Linked DNA regions of Mus musculus: region 1 is linked to region 2. A link is a contact called in public HiCAR-type data. All regions are on one chromosome and are shown on one strand. Each heading gives the region's core, a stretch centred on a gene start, on an enhancer-like site or on the middle of the called end of the contact. The rest is flanking DNA. Distances are from core to core; before and after follow the strand shown.

Region 1 (5,252 bases), core at 505-3,004, 170 kb before region 2:
TGCTCAGATCCAGAAAGGTAAGCATCACATTTTCTGTCATATATGGATGTCAGTTTTGAACCTCTAGATATTTGTGTTTCAACTAGAATACCCATAAAGGCTAGAAAACCAGTAAGGAGTAATGGGAGAGGAGAGCCTAACACTGGTGTTTTATGGAAAGGGTATATTACGAATCTACTTCTAAATATTTGCTTCTACATGCCTTGGAGTGTGCTGCCTTCAGGTTTGGTTAGAGAAGTTTCTCTCTACACTGTTTGACTATGAAATCAAAGACTTATATGTGACCAACGTGATAAACATAAGTTACTCATGAATGCTTAGTCCTAAACAGTGCATGTACAACACCTCCTCTGAGGCTCAGGAAACATCACAGAAGTGTGAAAATAATGCAAGATTCTGAAGATTTAAAAAGGAGTGTGATAAAACACTGACTTCTAGAAATGGCTATAAGCACTTAGAAACTCACAGGATTTGTGGTTACTTTCCTAAGACCTAGCCAAGACTGGATGTGTCAATAATCCATCATGAATAATAGGGGCCCTCAAAGCCCTATTCCTAATGAGAAGCTCTACTTGTATATAGTCACATTCCTCAATGGTGTGGCCACTGATATGTTACTCTTGCTCATGTAAACAATCCTTCACCCATGCTATGCAAGCAGTCCTTAATGCAATGTGTTACAAGAAAGAGAAATGTAAGGAGGAGGGGTAGCTTTGGGGAAGAAGAACAAGATCAGAAAGAAGATGGGAAATAATGGGACATAAATATGATCAAGTGGATTTTATATGTAAAAACTTATGAGGGAAAAATAATACTAGAATAACAATTTTGACTCCTAATGTGCTTTATTGCTTCCTTTTCTTTTTATTACATTTTGTAACTTTCTGAAATGCTAAAACCTTACCATTATTTAAGACTTCTTTGGTAACTACTGACATTTTTAAACTTCTTAAGTATAAATGTTCATTAACAGTTCTGAGATACACTTTGTGAGTTCTAAGTAGTCCTGAATTAGTTTTACTCTAAACAATATTTAATCATGGATGGGTATTAAATTTTGAATACCTTTCTGTGTCTCTAAAGAAACAGTTTCTCCTATGATCTATTCATTTGGTTTATCCCAATATTAGATATCTTCTCTCTCGTTCACTTTCATAGAAATCTGACTTTAGATTCTACTTGCAACAGTTTTAACATGTCTTCTTAAAACTATTCCACACATTCTTTTACATACATATGCCCCATCTATAGTCACAAGTTGTGTCATCTGATACAAGGTCTGTCTGGTTTCAAAGTCATGGCAGTTGGCCTCTGTCGTGTGCAACACTGCTACTGCCAATGATGGAAGAAAACTACTCTATATGATATTTTTGAGACCTTGCCTCTCCGAGGTCCCACATCCTACTCAATCGATCCATATGAGTGAGGTAGATTTTTGACCATGATTATGCCTTGCACATTTTATTATTTTGACTAATCTAGAACATTACAACCAGATGTGCATGGAGGAAATTAGTTCTATGGGAAGCTTGACAAGTTAAAAAAAAAAAAACATAAAATAGTCTCAGCTGAAAGGAGTGAGTGAGAAAGCAAGTGCCAGAGACACTGGGGCCCAGTTCTGTGAACTGAGTTGACAATCTGCCACAATGACTTTGTTTGGCCATTTAAATTTCCATTCCCTCTGGCATGGTAGTAAAGAACTGTGTTTCTATTGTAGCAGTTTACAACTGGATACACGTGACAATCCCTGATCACTGTCCAGTCAGGCACTCATGCTGAAGGCATGTGAGACTCAGCTCTGTTTCTGTCCTCTTTCTGGCTTTCATACTTAACCACTCAAAGAGATCTTATTACTACCATGTTAAAACACGCTGTCCCCCATGTTATTGTAATACGTTCTGATATGCTAAAGTCTTCAGTATCATTTGTTTTATTCTATGCTGTGGGAATATATCCTGTATAGATGTGATAGAAGAGGGTTTCTACAATATGAGTCTAACATGCAATCATCTACTTCCTCCTTAAAACCCTTTGTCGTTCTTAGACACCTGAAAAATGAAGTTCAAGATCATTATCAGTTAACGCTGACGCCGGTTAGGATTTGGCACCAGAATATAGCACCTCACTGTTCATCATTGTCTCATGTTATATGTGTTTATTCTGTAATCTGTCATTGTCCTAAATTGTATGTTTCAGCAATGCAAAATTTCTTATAGATTCTCTCCCAGTGCTCTTAATTTTCTTGCTTGGAACCCCTGCCTGTATGTCAATGCATTTTTCCTTAACATAAAGCATTTTCTTCTTTCCGAAAAGAGGTGTGACACCAAGGGGTGAGCTCTCTGATAGGTTGTGCAATGCCAAACGGTCATCTCTAAACATGTGGACATACAAGCTGCACTAAAGCGCGTTGTACTTATAAATTTACAAGCATATCATATTTAACAATAACTAACAATATGAGTCCATGAATTTGAGGAGTGGTTTGAATATAAGAGCAGTTAGTGGAGGAGAGGAGGGGACGAAAACCATAAGTACAGGACTCATGCACTAAAATCTAAAAAGATAAAACAAAACGCAACTTTATCCTTTAGATTCAGTACTGACTTCAGAAGTCAGCCTTCCACTAGAAAGATAAATGATATTCTTGAGTGATATTTTTGATTTTAGTTATGGAGGCAACAATTGAGAGCTGAAGAATGGAGCCAATGGCAAGAAAGGCTAACAATCCCAGATGCTATTAATACTTCAGCTTTCCAGATGCAGACAAACAGGGAACAGGCAACTTTGATAGTTTTCCCAAATTAGAGGAGTAAAATGTTCATCTTAAATGCTCGTATTTTAGAAGCCTCACATTTAGCTATCATGTGACATGTATTTCAGAGGCTAAAACCTAGAGACAGTAACAGGAGGGGGAAAATATCTACTTTGTCAGAAATAATAGATATGCTTTATTTTCTTTAACTTATTTATTAATAAATGTATTTCTCTATGGATTGATTTGTTTTATCTAGACATCACAAATGATTCTTGGGACTAGGGGTGTGGGGAAAGGCCATTGAATAGTATGTATGTACTGGGTAACTCCATATGGGCCTACATTCATTGTCAGTATTTCTTCTGTAATCCCCTTTTCTGAACATACACTCACGGCGGTTGTGGTTAGAATATAAAATTTTCAACACATGTATCCATTCTGAAAAGAAAGATCTAGTGACAGAAGAACCAGGAAAAGACTGAAGAAAAAAGCCAGGAACAATAGGTATGAGAAAACTTGAAAGGAAAGTGACCCCCAAAGGGGAGCAACCTGAGGTCTGACTCAGCCCTCAGGGCCCAGAGTACAGGGAGATGCTCTCCTAACCTGTTTTCTGTTGCTGTGGTAACGCAGGGACCAAAACCAACCTGGGGAGGAAAGGGTTTATTTCATCTTCTAACTTCCAGGTCCCACTCCATCATCACTGAGGGGCGTCAGGGCAGGTTCTCAAGTCAGTAATGGAAGAAGAAGACATGGAGGAGGCTGCTTACTGCCCTGTCACTCTTGTCTCCTTCTGCTACCCAGAGATGGCACCAACCACAGTGGTCTGAGTTCTCCCACATCAATAATGAATCAAGAAAATACCCTTGAAGACATGCCTTCAGGCCAATTTGATGGAGGCAATATTTCAACTGATGCTCTGTCTTCAGAGATGGCTTTAGCTTGTGTCAGGTTGACAAAAACTAACCAGCACAAACAAGGAGTTTGTACCATGATCTGTTTCACTGTAACGTACTTTTATGTATCTTGTACGGTCTACAAGGCATGAATAGCCTTCTAGAAAGACAGCTGTTTGTTTAGAGACGGAGTCATAAATACAAGTTCTCGCAGGTTAACATATTCACACCCTAATATATCTATGCAGTGTTCCTAAAGGTCATTTATCAGCTTATAAAATATATGGCTGCTTCTGTTATTTGATTTCTTGATTATCTGAAATATGTAATTCAATGAAGGAAAAAGCAGGGGGCTCTTGATTGAGCATGGGGGGCAAGCAGAGAGAGTGAGGGAAGGGGGACTGAGGAGACAGGAGATGAGAAAGAAGCAGTTATTTGCCACTGTTTGCAGATTTTCACTGGCCAAGTGGAACCAATGTAAAAGTGAACAAATTATAAAACCCACGTGTAAACAAAGAGCACAGAGCTCGGGCCCTTTCGTCAATGCAGGTGCATATTCGTATTTCGGTACCATTGGGAAATAAAATGCTATTCTGTATTCAAATGCCATTAAGTTATTTACAACTAGATCTGGAAGTTTCATATTTATCATCATGAAGTTTAAAGCCAAATGTCCCTTGTTCAGGAGCACCAAAGATTAACAGATTAGAATGTTTTCCACATGTCCATTTTTACTATCAAGAGAATTTTAAAGAAGTTTTCCAGCTTCCGCAGCTGAACCAGATGTCAGTGGATTCCACAGAGAGATGAAATTGGCAGAGTAGCCTTCTCATAACCCCAGGGTTGTTTTATCGGGGGTCAGTTTAATGTCTAGGAGCCATTTGTTGCTGAAGGCTATAAAATTTGGGGGTCTGATCTGCCACAATTAAAAAAAAAAATCTGCTGACTTGCGAAACCAGCAGTATATTTCTTACAACTTTTCTCACAAAGCGCTGTAATTGATGCTGAGGTTGGCGTAAGAACAGTAAAAGGTCTCATTTTCATTGCACATTTCCGGTCTCTCCTTTCAGAAACATCAGCACAGAATATTTCATCAGCCAGAGATTTTGTTGTGCAAATATGTCCAGGGGGCTCTATTTACCCGATTTGTCCCTACACTGTGTTCTCAAGCGACTGAAAGATCTGATGGGTACTGACTAAAATAAATTTCAGGGTAAAATAATATTTTATTAGATTTTAATTGATAGTTTGGTTCAGAAAACTGTGGCCAGAAGTCCAAATGTGGTTATTGTGACATTCCTTATCCTCCTTTTACTTTAACTCTTAAATTTATGTCACTATAATTGTGAAAACATATTTTTAAACAAATGCACTTTTAAGCATAAATAAAGGAACCTACTTCTACTCCCTGCACTGTTTGAGTAAATGAAGCATTATTAATACTTTGGATTTTCCTGCAAGCTCTGTTTGGTCATTTACTCTTCTTCTCCAGAAAATTCTAGAAACAATTTCATGTATTTCCATAAAATATCACAACTTGAAATATCTGGATTTTTGTCTTGTTTGAACCATTATAAGTTGGAGATACCACTTCCTATGTTCCT
Region 2 (5,038 bases), core at 1,033-3,532:
ATGTGCAGTTTGGTCACCATGTGGAATCCCTAATAGCCAGAACAGTGGCTGTCTCTGACTCTGTTGCCTGTATTTGGATCCCTTTCTGCTAACTGGCCTACCTTGTCCAGCCTCAATAGGAGAAGATGCGCCTAGTCCTAATGCAGATATGTACGCCAAGGCACGTTGATATTCTTGGTAGACCTTCACTTTTCTGAAGAGAAAGAGAAGGGGAGATGGGGGAGGGGAGGGGAGGGAAGTGGGAGAGACTGTGGGGTGGAGAAGGAAAGGGGAGATTGGGAAGTAAACAAATTAATGAAAAAAGCAAAGCAAAACAAAACAAAAACCAACCTTCTGTTTACCTAAGACAAACAGCATTACAAAAGCTGCATATGCAGCAGAGGATGGCCTAGTCGGCCATCACTGGGAAGAGAGGCCCTTGGTCCTGTGAAGATTCTATGCCCTAATACAGGTGAATGCCAGGGCCAGGAAGCTGGAAGTGGGTGGGTTGGGGAGCAGGGAGAGGGGGGAGGGGATAGGGATTTTTCTGAGAGGAAACTAGGAAAGGGGATAACATTTGAAGTGTAAATAAAGAAAATATCTAATTAATAAAAAAACAGAAACCAATAAAAATACAGAGTGGGTGGTTGTGTGGCACCCAGCTCCAGCTGATCTATTTACAACACAACTTCTGCACTGAAGGCTCAGGGAGCATCATGGGAGAAGGAGAAGAAGCAATGCAAGAACCAGAGGAACCGAAAATGTGCTGTGAGATTTCATCACCTGGAAATGTGGTCAGCACTAACACTATGTACATGAAATAATATTGTACAAGGTAATCAGGTTGTATTTACTTATTTAGGAATATATGTAGATGTATAAATGTAATTGAAAATGAAGAAATTTGAGAGAGAACAAAAGCATGTGTGGCAGAGATTAAGAGAAGTAAAGGGAAGGAGAAATGGTATTATTATGATTTATTTGAAAAATATATTAATTCAAATTTTTAGTTTAAATGTAGGGTAATATATAATACAATATATAATCTAAAATTACAACAATAAGTAAAAGATAATAAATATTATGTATACATACTTTACTCACAGTGTTGGTATAGACAAAAGTCAGTCCTGTTTCAAATGTTGCTCCTTCTTTGCAGTGTCCTGCGGTTTCTTTGTCACTGACAGATCCTTGTAGAAATGTACCTTTACAATGTTGATGTGTCTTATCTAGGTTCATTGCCATGTATTTACTATGCTCTTCTGGGATAGAGAACAAGTGCTATAGAATCAGGAACCAGACTTATAAAATAAAAATGTCTGAAAATGCAAAAACAACTTGTCACAATAAAGTGAAAACACACACACACACACACACATCATCATCATCTTGTCTTGCTAGGTACCATCCTGTGTGTTTTATGAAAGACTTGTTTTGAGTTATAGCAGGTATCTCTTGTAAGTCAGCCTCTACAAGTCATTACAAGTCATTTAGGGAGCCGTAGTTTACCTACCTAGAAATGAAGATAATATTGCTCGCTTGAATATAGACACTGAGTAGATAATACATCATAAATGTTCACAGCAGAGTCTAGCACAGTAGGAATTAGAAACCAAATCCGTATTTGGAAGTAACACTTCCTCTGTCTTCATTGTTTATCCTCGAGAATACTCAGTCTGACACATCACTGGAGACAGGACTTGCAGATATATTAGATGTGGTGAGAAACATGGATGGAGTGAGCAGTGCTTTTTAGGAGTATGTCCCAAGTGAGAGTTCATCCATGTCTGGAGGAAAATGTATATATATGAATATCATTGACAACTTAAACATTTAAGATTTCCAGTGAATTTTCAATCGTTATAATCCCTTCAAGCATTAGTCTGATCTACAAGAGGCAGCTCTTAAATAAATTTTTTGGTAAAAAAAAACAAAACAAATTAATGGTAAAAGGGTCAGAATGTCTCACTAATGATAAGGATTCAAACAACGGCACACTATTAAAACTATGACCCAGCTTCCCTGACATTTAGAGTCAGGACTTGATGCTTGCAAAAAGGGCAATGATGATTCACATCCAGTAGATCCGTTTACTTTCAGCCAATTATAATGACTGTCACAGGAAGATTATTTACACTGCTACACGACCCTCAGGCATTGGCACCAAGTGAATGTGCAAACCGGGACCCAAATGATAGCTTTGCTAAATCCCCAGTGTTGTCAGATAGCAAAGTACACTGTCCCAGCCCGACTTCCTGGAATAACCTTTGATCTTCACATCAACAGTAAAAATAATTACTAACTTTGGCCAAGCCAGGATTAGTCATTTCTTGTGAGTAGCTAGCTGCACAGCTGGGGCCAGACGTTCAGATCTCCTTTAACAGAACCTCGCTGACAGTCCTCCTGCCTGTATATCAGCTTGTCATTCGTTTATCAGGGGCCAAACATTTTTCTTTGTAAATGTGTGTAAAACAGTCTCAGAATGTCAAACAATAACAAAGCAAGGCCCAGCATGCCGAGGTTCACAGAAAGGAAATTTCCCATCTGTGCACATCAAACAGTAGCATGGGCAGAAACGTAAAGCCAAAAGCTGCACGTGCACTCATATGTTAGTATACCTTCTCAGTAACCCATCCAAGAAAAGAAGAAGACTATTCAAGGAACACGCCCAATGTTTCAGCCAGAAGAAAAGGCTGATTACTACTACAAAGGAAAATTGGAAGTAGTTTGTAAAATGTTTTAGTTCACATTTTTTATTATTTTTCATTTCTATGTTGTAGTAGTATTGTTATTTTAGGAAAATAACACACATCACAAATATTACATATGAAATTTCATACCTGTAGTCGATATTTGAAATTCTTTTTATCTAACTAGAAACCTTGGATTGTTCAATTCGTATCATTTAGAAATCAGACTCTCTGCTCAGGCCTGTGCATGGAGAATACAAGCGAATCCATGACTCTTCCAGCTCAGATGGAGACTGCCGGATGCTCCTGAGAAATGACAAAGTTCATTTAGGGTGATGGTTGGCTACTAAAAAGACAACGAGCAAAGCAGGGAGTATTAAAGATGACGGGTATGAGCAGACTGCTGGTGACTATTGAAGGTGACTGTCGTGAGCAGACTGGTAAGAACATTTGGACAAGAAGTCACTAGCATTGGTGCTACCAGACACAGCACTTCATCATGAGGAAACCTTGAACTGAATCTGTCTCTGCAAACAAAGCAGCAAGGACAAGAGTCCTGGGTGACAATGAACTTCTTCCTAACCCCACAGAAGACAGGAAAACAGGGGGAAGCAGAGAAAGGAACCCAGGGAAACTGGTCTTAATCTGTTTCTCCTGGGCCTTGAAAGCTATATCAGCAGGTACCTTTTCCTTAAATACATGTCATGGTTCAAGACATGTTTTGGATTCTTTTCTGGAAGGTGTTGCAAACACAGAAATGCTTGAGCTCCCTCAATAAGTAAATGAATACAAAAGGAAAGTTTAATAGTCAGGCTTACATTTTTGAAAAAGAAATCCTTAACAGACTTCTTTTTACTATATTTACTATATATATGGAATGTGTATACATATAATATATACAGAGAATATATACTATGTGGAATGTATATATATGGAATATATGTGAGATATATGATATATGAAATGTGTGTGAGTGTGCATGTGTATGTGAATGTGTATATGTGTGTATGTGTGTGCATGTGAGTGTGAGAGTGTGTATATGCATGTGAGTGAGTGTGTATGCATGTGAGTGTGTGAGTTTGTACATGTATTGTGTGAGTGTGCGCATGTGAATATGAGTTTTGTGTGTGTGTGTGTGTGTGCATATGTGCATGCAGGCAGAACACTCAAACATTAGTTTTTTTTTACTAAAAAGAAAGTGAATATGATTAAAATATATTGTTTGAAATTCTCAAAGAATAAAATGTTCTTAGATATATAACAAGAGGAGAGTTTTCAGGTTAGATTTCACAATTGCCAAGAGCCTCCTGAAGCCGATTTTTACATTCAGTTGAGTGTGTATCCTAGATGGTCTGCTTTTATTCGGGTGTCACAGGAATACGTATGGAACCCAATGTCCCTGTTCCTGTTGCTAGAGCTTATCCCGGACCTGCTTATTGGACAACTGACATCCAGGTGACTGGACTGACTTAATTTTTTAAACTATGCAATAATGTCAGCTCCACCTTCAGATTAATGGTACTTTATTAAAGAATGTAGTGACAGAATTTTACCATTCTAAAATTGAATTAAAACCTGTTATGGGATTTGTAAATATTAGAAAAATGAACCAAAACCCAGACACACATGAGCCCTATTAGCCAGGAAAAGATAGTCAAATATTTATGTTTGCTTTATAGATACTAAGCCTTTAAAATTCATACTAACTCCTCTTTTGTTATCTCTTCCCATTGTTTATTTTGATACAAAATTAAAAACTATGAATGAACCATATATAACATAAACCAATGCTATCCAGACCTTAAAATTGTTAGAGTTTCTCCCTTTTGCAAAAGCAAACACACACACACACACACACACACACACACACACACACACACAAACAAATTCCCTTTGCAAGCCTCTTGGTGCATGGTGTGCCTCTTTAGACCCAAGTTAAAGAGAGTTTCTGAGAAAACAATTGTCTAGGTTACCGCAGTTAATGCAACCACCAGGGGCCTTTATCAAGTTCATTTTTTTCTTCCAGTTAAAGAATTGAAAGACAAAGCCAGGCGTGGTGGCGCACGCCTTTAATCCCAACACCTGGGAGGAAGAGACAGAGGGATCTTTCAGTTCGAAGCCAGCCTGGTCTACAGAGCAAGTTCCAGGACAGCCAGGGCTACACAGAGAAACCCAGCATCAAAAAACAAAACAAATAAACAAGAGGAGAAGGTAGGAGGAAAGAAGGGAGGGGGGGGGGAGAAAGATTCTTTAACACTATGGGAAAGAAACCAACTCTCTTCTATATTATTTATAGCACAGCCACTAATGCTCAAGTCAGAAGCCTGAAGTGAGAGATACTTCCCAGGTGGATCACATTTATCGCCAGA

What was found. HiCAR-type assays count read pairs that join an accessible place to other places.
Region 1: a HiCAR-type map of fibro-adipogenic progenitors shows a contact between it and region 2, with 4 times the contacts expected there. The contact joins two enhancer-like sites. A contact is called at or near these places in 6 of 484 Hi-C or Micro-C datasets (embryonic stem cells, liver, psoas muscle and 1 more) and 2 of 115 datasets of contacts at active chromatin or transcription factors (fibro-adipogenic progenitors and heart atrium).

The regions. Positions count from the first base shown.
Region 1 is chr9:76,096,638-76,101,889 of GRCm38.p6, reverse strand. All of the region lies in intron 7 of Hmgcll1 (3-hydroxymethyl-3-methylglutaryl-Coenzyme A lyase-like 1), which reads right to left. Among named protein-coding and RNA genes, the nearest start is that of Hmgcll1, 84 kb to the right of the region's middle. Within about 2 kb of position 1,754, at least 8 of the 459 cell types and tissues checked have an H3K27ac peak or open chromatin away from gene starts, as enhancers often do. A contact at or near this core is called in fibro-adipogenic progenitors, where this site is marked.
Region 2 is chr9:75,924,900-75,929,937 of GRCm38.p6, reverse strand. No RefSeq gene overlaps it. Among named protein-coding and RNA genes, the nearest start is that of Hmgcll1, 88 kb to the left of the region's middle. Within about 2 kb of position 2,282, at least 29 of the 459 cell types and tissues checked have an H3K27ac peak or open chromatin away from gene starts, as enhancers often do. A contact at or near this core is called in fibro-adipogenic progenitors, where this site is marked.